Regions from separate parts of the Cricetulus griseus genome. Here region 1 is linked to region 2. The links are chromatin contacts, called in public Hi-C maps. All regions are on one chromosome and are shown on one strand. The core of a region is the stretch at or near the end of the contact, and the rest is flanking DNA. Distances in the headings are between cores, read along the strand shown. Region 1 has its middle 30 kb from the start of Minar1. Region 2 holds the start of LOC100767051 (zinc finger protein 2).

What was found. A called contact is a pair of places that touch in the nucleus more often than the background predicts.
Region 1: a contact with region 2 is called in a Hi-C map of liver, with 4 times the contacts expected there. The contact joins the enhancer-like site here to the promoter of LOC100767051 in region 2. A contact is called at or near these places in 3 of 8 Hi-C or Micro-C datasets (the CHK-Q cell line, the CHL-YN cell line and liver).

What each region holds. Positions count from the first base shown.
Region 1 is chr4:199,010,411-199,015,402 of CriGri-PICRH-1.0, reverse strand. No RefSeq gene overlaps it. Among named protein-coding and RNA genes, the nearest start is that of Minar1, 30 kb to the right of the region's middle. Within about 2 kb of position 2,757, at least 1 of the 6 cell types and tissues checked has open chromatin away from gene starts, as enhancers often do.
Region 2 is chr4:198,484,080-198,489,017 of CriGri-PICRH-1.0, reverse strand. It overlaps LOC100767051 (zinc finger protein 2), which reads right to left and starts at 2,130. Exons shown (of 5, transcript XM_035444227.1): 1 at 2,098-2,130. The coding sequence starts at 2,130.

The sequences.
Region 1 (4,992 bases), core at 1,508-4,007, 530 kb before region 2:
TTAGCTGGGGGGAGGGGACAGGGGAGGAGGGGAGGGAGAGGGACTTGATATTGACATGTAAAATAATTTTCTTTCTAATAAAAAAAACAAAAAAGGTGCAGTGTTTAGTACAAATAACACTTTTAGGTGAATACTTTGAATATGTCACTCAATTCTATTCTTGTTCAATTGCTGCTGAGAAGTCCTGATCAGTTTACCCATGTGCTCACTGATATTGTTTCTGTTTAGGCAGCTCCTCAAGGAAGCAAAAGCACATTGTCTCTTTGTCTTTGTCTTTCATATCTAACATTTTTATTGCTTCATCTCAGTTTTTTTCCTTCTGAATTCCAAAGCAGATTCTAAAGATTGCCATCCACTGACATTTTATTTCTGCTCAAATCATTGCTACCCTTTAACTTTTATTTGTGTGTTACAGGAATCTATGACTGTGTAAAAACATCACTCCCAAAACTTTGTAGTATAAAACAATGATTACTTTATATCCCTTGATGACTTGAGTCATGCATTTCTTTAGGGGAATGGCTTATCACAGCTCCACCAAGTCTGAGGCCTAAGCTAGGAAGTACTGAATGCCTGAAGTGTCTGGCCATTAGGGAAACAGAATCTTCACTCACTTGTCTGGTATGTGGGAAAAGTAGATGGCTACACTAGATAGAAATTTGCCCTAAACATCCATTTTTGGCATCTTCAAGTGGCTTAACTAGTCTCCTCGAGATAAATCCCAGTGTTCCCAGCTACACCACGGCATTATTCTCCACAGAAAGTTATATCCTAATGGAACTAAGAAATAATGTCGGAGAAGATAAGTGTGGGAAATCCGCCCTCTCCCTGATGTCTATAGGGATATGATCACCTGTTGCTACTTGAGCTATGCATTTGGATTTTGTAAAGGGCAAACTAGTATCTGTCATTTGGAGTGATAGTTGTTAAAATTTGGACAGATTCGTTGATGAGGAAGCACTGTATGGCACATATTCTGCTTTTGTTAATACCCTTTCATGTTAGATGATTTGTGTTTGAACATGGCTCCAAGGCCTACAGATTCATACACTTTGATATACAGGAAGCAGCTGAAGGAGCTATTGGAAAGCTGAGTGAGAGGCTTATAAGTGATTGCATGGTACTCGTTGGATGACTCAAATTTTACAAGGAATGAAGAGCAGAACTTGGAGCATGGGCAAACCTGTTCACCAATGTATGCATCAAGAATTTGGGAGAAGTAAATGACGAGCATCTAAGGATGACTTTTGCAAGTTTGGACCTGCCTGCAGTGTGAAAGTAATGACTGATAGAATCCTAAAGCTGTGTGTGTAAGCACAATGACACACAGGAAGCTGTGGGGGAGATTCGAGGTGCTCAAGGGAAAACAAGTTCACCTTAGGCAAGCTCAGAAAAGTCTGAAACAGAAAATGGAATCCAAGTGCAAATCAGAACAGATGAATCAAAATTAGAGCATCAGGTGCCCGTGTAATTCCGTCCATGAAAACTCTAGATACCAGTGGTATTGATAGTGAGTGTCTAGGAAAGTTTCTCCACTTGTAAAGGCTCTAGTGCAAGGGTTACAATGGAGGGTACTTGCAGCAAACAAGTTCGTTTTGTGTCTTCCTCTGCCCCCAGAGAAACCACTAAAGCAGTCGCAGAAATGAGTGGAAGAGCTGTGACCACCAAGCCACTGTATGTAGCTTTATGTATTTAGCTCAGGACACCAAGAGTATCAGGACTACTTCACTGAGCAGTATATGCAGAGCATGGTAAGAGTGGGTGATGTGCCCAACCCTGCCATCAACTCTCACCAGCCAGCATTTTCCTTTAGGTTACTCCATCACACCTACCCCAAGACTCAGAACCAAGCCCTCTTACTACAATTTAGCCCTTCATTCTAGCTAAATTGCTAAACCGAGTCCTCACTTGACTAGTTAAAGTGCCAAACCTTACCCATTCAGCTTTGGCAAGTGTCATCTGTGCAGAGGCTCCTAGATCTCTGTTTAGTATACTGAGACCAGCTCCATCACAGGTTCCATGACTTGTGTTACTAATGCCTCTGTAGCTATTTGACATGTCTACACTATTTCCCATGTAAATATGCTAGGGGAGCCTGCAATCCTCAGTAACTTCTTGGTGTTCAGCTCCAAGTCACTGTGTGGCAGGATGTCGTTCTCGTCCAAGGTCAGGAACCTTCAACTGATTTCATGTTAGTATCTGTCCCCCACCAAGAGCAAAGGCTGGGTGAACAGCTGTTTCCTTTCACTCAAGCCACACACTCTTTTCCTGCTACTAAGTCACTGCTGCTGCTGGATATTAATGGCACAGAATCCTTCATATGCATGAGTTCCCAAAGTCTCTCATCAGAAGCTGCATTGCACTGCAAGGCCACTAAGCAAAGAGGCTGCCCAGAAAGCAGTCAGCAGTGTCACCCACAGTCCAGCTGTTTCAAATCAGGGACTGGGAAAGAAACTTGGGCTTCGCTGAAAAAAAAAAAAAAGACCTGAACACTGAAAAACAATAATATTATGAAAATAGTTAGAATTATAAAATAAAATTGAAATATAAAATGGTATGCCTTACAGTCTGAGCAAATACTAGGCTAGTGAGCCATGCTAGTCCTAGAATACTTCATTTAACCACAGGCAATGGGGGTTGGGGGCTGGAGAGATGGGTCAGTGATTAAATCTTGTACTGATCTAGAAGAAGACTGGAGTTCAGTTTCGAGAACCCATGTTGGGTGATTCACAACCACTTGTAACTTCAGCTCCAGGGGACCTAAGGTCTCTGGAGCCTGTGGGCGGAAGCGCTCACTTGCACACACTCCCCACACACCACATATACACATGACAGGAAGGAGGAAGTAATGCGGTTACACTTAAATGAAAATGTAAAAACATTCATTAAATATAAGATAATCTTTAAAAATAAACCAAACAGACAGTGATTTGGGGAGTTGGCATAGTGGGTAAAGTGCTCACCCTGCAAATGTGAGTGGTGGGTATAATACCAGGTGGGTGTGGCTGCCCACTTGTAACCCTAACACATAAGAGATAGGGGCTCCCTGGAGTGAGCCCTGTGTTCAAGTGAGATACCTTATCTCAGATGTAGTAATACATCTGACTTTAACATTTTACCTCCACATACATGTGTTCAAACATGCAAACATGCATACACACACACACACACACACACACACACACACACACACACACACACACAAACCTCTCAGAACACAAACAAGCAAATACTCCACAATAACAGAATTTTCTAAGAAAATGAATGTTTTGCTGTGTCTGGGGAAAAGCATTTTCTGAAATATACAAATATTTGAAGTATCATTTCTTACATTAGGTTGGCTTACACAGTTGGAGGCAGGGTGGGTGAACAGTGGCTGAAGGCAAGATGGAAAGCTGGAGATCTCTGTAGTTCCTCAGAATAGGAAGATCTAATGGTGCAATTACCCTGGAAGAGCAGAGCTTCTGTGCTATGGCTGGCTTCCTCCTTTCTCCATGTTTAGTCTACCTGTCCCCGCCCCCAGCTTATTGAATGGTGCTGCTCACATTCAGAGATGGTCTTTCTCCCTCAGTTACTATCCGAGTATAAACAGTCTCTGGAAATGCCTTATAGGCAAACATAAGGGTATGGTATTATTCTCTTCTGCACCTCCCAACCCAATCAAGTTGATCAAGGTTAATCATCACAAGTCCTCCTCTTGTCAACTTGACACCTGAACCTGTCACCACAAACTATAAGTCATCTCCAAATAAAGACAATAACAAGGGCATCATTCCATTTAACATGATATTACAATTGTGCGTGCAGCATAAAACTTATTAATTCCTTGAACTGGTAGCAAAGTTTCGGGTGGATGCTTATTCTTCTCCTGAAATCCTCAATCTTAAATATGATGATGCAGACTTAATAACACATTGATTGGCTTGGTTGATTCTATGTGATAAAAGAATAGGAGGAAAGAAAATGAGGATACCTGCTTAATATAGGTATATACATGTACAAAAATATTCTTAACAAAATAGGGAAGAAATACAACAGTTGCAACCCTCATGTCCGTAGTTGGTCACACAGCCATGGGCATCAGCACAGGTGCCTGTGGAGGCTAGAAAGGTTGGGTGCCCCTGAAACTGGTTGTGAGCTTCCTGATGTGGATGCTAGGAAGCAGACTGGGGTCCTCTGTAAGAGCAGTACACAAGTCTTGCCCACTGAGACCTCTTTACAGCACCAATTAAAGATTTTTAAAAGACAGGGTTTCGATCACAGACCAGGCTGACCTGGAACTCACCGTGTAGACCAGGATACCCAAGAGCTCATGGCAATCCTCCTTCCTTAGTCTGTTGAGTTCTGGGATTACAGATGCGAGCCACCCTGTGGGGGCCTGGCTTTAACTACATATTTTATGTGATTCCATTTTCTCTCATTTGTGAGTGAGCTGATTATCCTTCCTTTAAAACCCCTTTCAGAGACTGCCCTAGAGTTTGCAACATATATTTACAGGGAATCCAACTCTACTTTTAAATAACAGTATGCTGCTCCACGGGTAGCTAATCTGTTATATAACAAAATATCCTTAACTCTTTTTGTAATCCTAAGCACACACAGCACATACATATAATTATCTTCATAAACTTAATTATGAATATGTGATTTTGAAAAATCTTTTATCTAATAAATTAAAAATAATGGATGTTTTAAATTATCCTCACATACTCATTCTCCAGTGCTCTTCCTATTCACAAAAATATATTTTTATTTTTAAGTGTGTGTGTGTGTGTGTGTGTGTGTGTGTGTGTGTGTGTGTGTGAATGCAGTTATATCAGAGTCCAGAAGAGCACATCAGATTCCCTGGAAGTGGAGTTACAGGTGGCTGTGAGCCACTGGACATGGGTACTGGGAACCAAACATCAGTCCTCTTTAGGACAGTACGTGCTCTTAGCACTGAGCCATCTCTCCAGCCCTGCCCTCCCTTTCTTCTGATTCATATCTTATACC
Region 2 (4,938 bases), core at 881-3,380:
AGACTGCATACACAAAACTTAAGTCCAAATGGATCAAAGACCTCAACATAAATCCAGCCACACTGAACCTCTTAGAAGAGAAAGTAGGAGGTACCTTTGAATGTATTGGTACAGGAGACTGCTTCCTGAACATGACACCAATAGCACAGACACTGAGATCAACAATTAATAAATGGGACCTCCTGAAACTGAGAAGCTTCTGTAAGGCAAAGGACACAGTCAACGAGACAAAATGGCAGCCCACAGAATGGGAAAAGTTATTCACCAACCCCACATCTGACAGAGGGCTGATTTCCAAAATATACAAAAAACTCAAGAAGCTAGTCACCAAAACACCAAATAATCCAGATCTAAATAGACAATTCTCAATAGAGGAATCTAAAATGGCTGAAAGACACATAAGAAAGTGTTCAACATCCTTAGCCATTAGGGAAATGCAAATCAAAACAACTCTGAGATACCATTTTACACCTGTCAGAATGGCTAAAATCAAAAACACCAAGGACAGTTTATGCTAGAGAGGATATGGAGAAAGGGGAACACTCCACTGCTGGTGGGAGTGCAAACTTGTACAGCCACTTTGAAAATCAGTATGGTGGTTCCTCAGCAAAATGGGAATCATTCTGCTGAGATCCAGCAATTCCACTCTTAGGCATATGCCCAAAAGATGTACATTCATTCAACAGGGACATCTGTTCAACTATGTTTATAGCAGCATTATTTGTAATAGCCAGAACCTGGAAGCAACCTAGATGCTCCTCAACTGAAGAATGGATGGAGAAAATGTGGTACATTTATACAATGGAGTACTTCTCAGTGGAAAAAAAACAATGGAATCTTGAAATTCTCAGGCAAATGGATGGCCCTAGAAGAAACCATCCTGAGTGAGGTAACCCAGTCACAAAAAGACAAACATGGTATGTACTTGCTCATATATGGATTTTAGACATAGAACAAAGGATTACCAGCCTACAATCCACACCAACAGAGAAGCTAGGAAACAAGGGGGACCCTAAGAGAGACATACATGGTCCCCCAGAGAAGGGGAAAGGGACAAGATCTCCTGAGTTAATTGGGAGTGTGGGTGTAGGGGAGAGGGAGTTAGGAGAAAGAGAAGGGGAGAAAAGGAGGGGAGAGGAGGACATGAGGGAGCAGCAAGAATGAGTTAGGGAAAGAATAGAGGACAGCAAGATAAGAAATACCATAATAGAGGGAGCCATTATAAGCTTAAAGAGAACAGGCACTAGGGAAACATCCAGAGATCCAAAGGATGACACCAACTGGCAATCTAAGCAATAGTGGAGAGGCTTCCTTAAATGCCCTTCCCTGATAATGAGATTGATGACTACCTTATATGCCATCCTAGAGCCTTCATCCAGTAGCTGATGGAAGCAGAAGCAGACACCCATAGCTAAACACTGAGCTAAACTCTGGAATCCAGTTGCAGAGAGGGAGAAGTGATGAGCAAAGGGGTCAAGACCAGGCTGGTGAAACCCACAAAAACAGCTGACCTGATCAAGGAGGAGCTCATGGACCCCAGACTGATAGCTGGGAGACCAGCATAGGACTGTTCCAGACCCGCTGAATGTGGATGTCAATTTGGAGGTCTGGTTAATTTATGAGGTCTCTGGCAGTGGATCAGTATTTATCCCAAGTACACAAATGGACTTTGGGAGCCCCCTCCTCATAGAGGGATACTCTCTCAGCCTAGACACATCGGGGAGGGTCTAGGCTCTGCTCCAAATGATATGACAGGCTGTTAAGATCCCCCCATAGAATGCCTCACCCTCCCAGAGTCATTATGTTTTCCCTACTATTAATACAGAAATGCACCTGTTACATGAAATATTCTATTAATCCACCCAAATGATCTCCATATAAGCACTTCTTCTATACTACTTCTTCCTTTATCCAGCTCATGTTCATGGAAAATATGCAGATTGCAAGATTTTTTGTCCATACTTATACAGGAAAAAAAATTAAACAATACATATTTCTTACAAAACACTGATGCTCAAGATTGTTTCCAAATGGGGCATCTCTATGTATCCACAACCTGATTTAGTTCCCATAAATAATATGAGCCATCTGACTCACTTGATCAAGAGAACTCAGTAAATATGAAGACATGGTGCTTACCTACTATACACAGTTATGTTGTGAAGAACTTTGATACCAGCTTGATGGAAATAGAGTCTTGAAAAGACTCAGCAGGAACCACTAGATGTGAGATGGAACACAGAATGAGGCAGCCTCAAAGCACTGATGACTCAAACCCCATTCATCACCGAAGGAAGGAAGATGCAGCACTTTCCCAGCTGAGACCGGTCGGGATATCAACCTATGTGAAAAAAAATTAAATTGTTCTTCACAGCAAAATTTTTGTTGATTTGTTATACAAGAAAGGCTGATTAGTTCAATTGTTTTAACATATAATGGGAAGTAGTTTCCAGGCATGACAACACAATAAAAAGTACTCTGTAACCAGATGCCTAAGGTTTGAAAACCAAAGTAAGAATAGCTGAAGTCACATGATTCAAATAAGCAGTGTCTGGCTACAAAGAGGGTATCTAAACAGCTTTTACACAGAGAAGCTGTTACTTGTGAGTGTAGATTCTGTAGTATTTGCAGGTATATAGGTTTAGAGCATAAGTTTTTTTATGTGATCTAATTTCTTCATTTTACAAAACTGAGACTGAATCCTATTCTTTTCATCCTTATGAATTTTGGATAACAGAATGCTAGTATTAACACTTCTATTTTTAACCTATAAGGTGACACCATGTACAAAACATATTGATGATAACAATGGTAGGAAGCTTAGGACAAGGTATTTGGAAAGTGTTTGAAAATTGGGCACTTTGTTCTGTGGCAAAGCATTTGCAAATCACACTCAGACACTGAATTTCAACACCAAAAATAGAAGCGCCCAAATCTAAGACATGTACATGGTGACTATAAATCAGTATTAGAAAATACACAAACATTGATTTTTGTTAACTGAATGTGGTAAACAGACATACATGAAGACAGTATACTCAGACATACAAAATTAATTAAGGAGTTCACACACTGAAAACCGTGATGGAAGAGAAAGGGAAAAGTAAACTTAGCGACCACTGATTCAGCCAGGTGTGACAGGGCACCCCTCCACACTAGATCGCAACTTCCAGATCCAATAACTATTTCCCAGGTCCTTGCCTATCTTTATCAACTAAACTGGTAGAAGAGAGTTAACCTCAGCCTCCTAAAGAGGATCAAGCTCCTGATTATCACCCATATATTGATACCTTCTAAGAAGGTGATAGCTTTGCCCAAAAATTGTTCTAAGCAATAGTATCAGTGATTGCTTAGGTCACACAAAGCTAAGAGTTTCACCTTCACTCTGCCTCTGCTCAAACAAATAGTTGTGAAGAGAAGGCCATTAATAGTAGATCTTTCCTGCCGTGGAGCAGGTCCCCATTGGAGAATTTTCACAGGACTGAGATTGTTTGCATGGCCATTACACAGCTGGAACTGCATTCACAGTATCTCTTGCTTAACTCCCTAGAGACTACACAGACACATATGGACTGATCTTCACACACCATGTATTACATGCCAGAGAAATGCACACAAAGAAGGGACAAGATCTCCTGAGAAATTGGGAGCATAGGGGGAGGGGAGAGGGAGATAGGAGAATGAGATGGGGTGAAGAGGACAGGAGGGAGCAGGAAGGTTGAGTTGGGGGAAGAATAGAGGAAAACAAGAAAGGAGATACCATAATAAAGGGAGGCATTTTAGGTTTAAAGAGACATCAGGCACTAGGGATGTCTGGAAATCTACAAAGATGACACCAGCTAACAATCTAAGCAACAGAGGAGAAGCTACCTTAAATGCCCTTTCCTGGTAATGAGATTGATAACTGATTTATATGCCATCCTATAGCCTTCATCCAGTAGCTGATGGAGTAGAAGCAGACACCCACAACTAATCACTGAACTGAGCTGGAATCCAGTTGCAGAGAAGGACGAGTGATGAGCAAGGGGGTCAAGACCAGGCTGGTGAAACCCACAGAAACAGCTGACCTGAACAACAGGGAGCTCTGGGTCCCCAGACTGATAGCTGGGAAACCAGCATGGGACTGATCCAGACCCCAGGAATGTGGGTGTCAGTGAGGAGACCTCGGAAATCCATGGGGCCTCCTGTAGTGGATCAGTACTTATTCCTAGCATGGGTGTGGACTTTGGGAGCCCATTCCACTTAGAGGGATACTCCCTGAGCCAAGACACACAGGGGTGGGCCAAGGCCCTATCCCAAAGGGTATGACAGACTCTGAAGACACCCTATGGAAGGCCTCACCCTCCTGGGGAGCAGAAAGGTTTTAGTTGGGGAGGTGGTAGGGGAGGAGGGGAGGGAGAGGAACTGGGATTGACATGTAAAACAATCTTGTTTCTAATTCAAATAAAAAATGAAAAAAAGGAAAGAAATGCATGATGGGGGAAGTACTTCTGTGTATGTTTATCTTATTGATTGTTAAATAAAATACTGTTTGGCCAATGAGACAGCAAGTTAGACGGGACTAGGAGTCAAAGAGGATTCTGGGAAATGTAGTAGAGAAGTGGTGATCCAGGCAGAAAGTGACATAGCAAGGAGACTCATATTTGAGCGAAGAGAAACAGGAAGGATCCTTTTTCCCCTCCGCTCTTGCTCTAGCGGCAGACTGTGATCCACCTGCAAGGGAGGACGCCAACAAGGCGTCCGATAAGATAAGTCTTATAAAATATATAGATTTATGGTAATTAAGTGAGCTAACAGATGAGAATCCTAGTCATTGGCCAAGCATCATTGTACCTAATACAAGTTTCTGTGTATTCATTTGGGCCCTAACTCAGGCGGGCGGCTGGCGTAAAGCTCACACGTGGTGTTGGGGCTCAGGCGGCTTTTGGCAGAAAGATT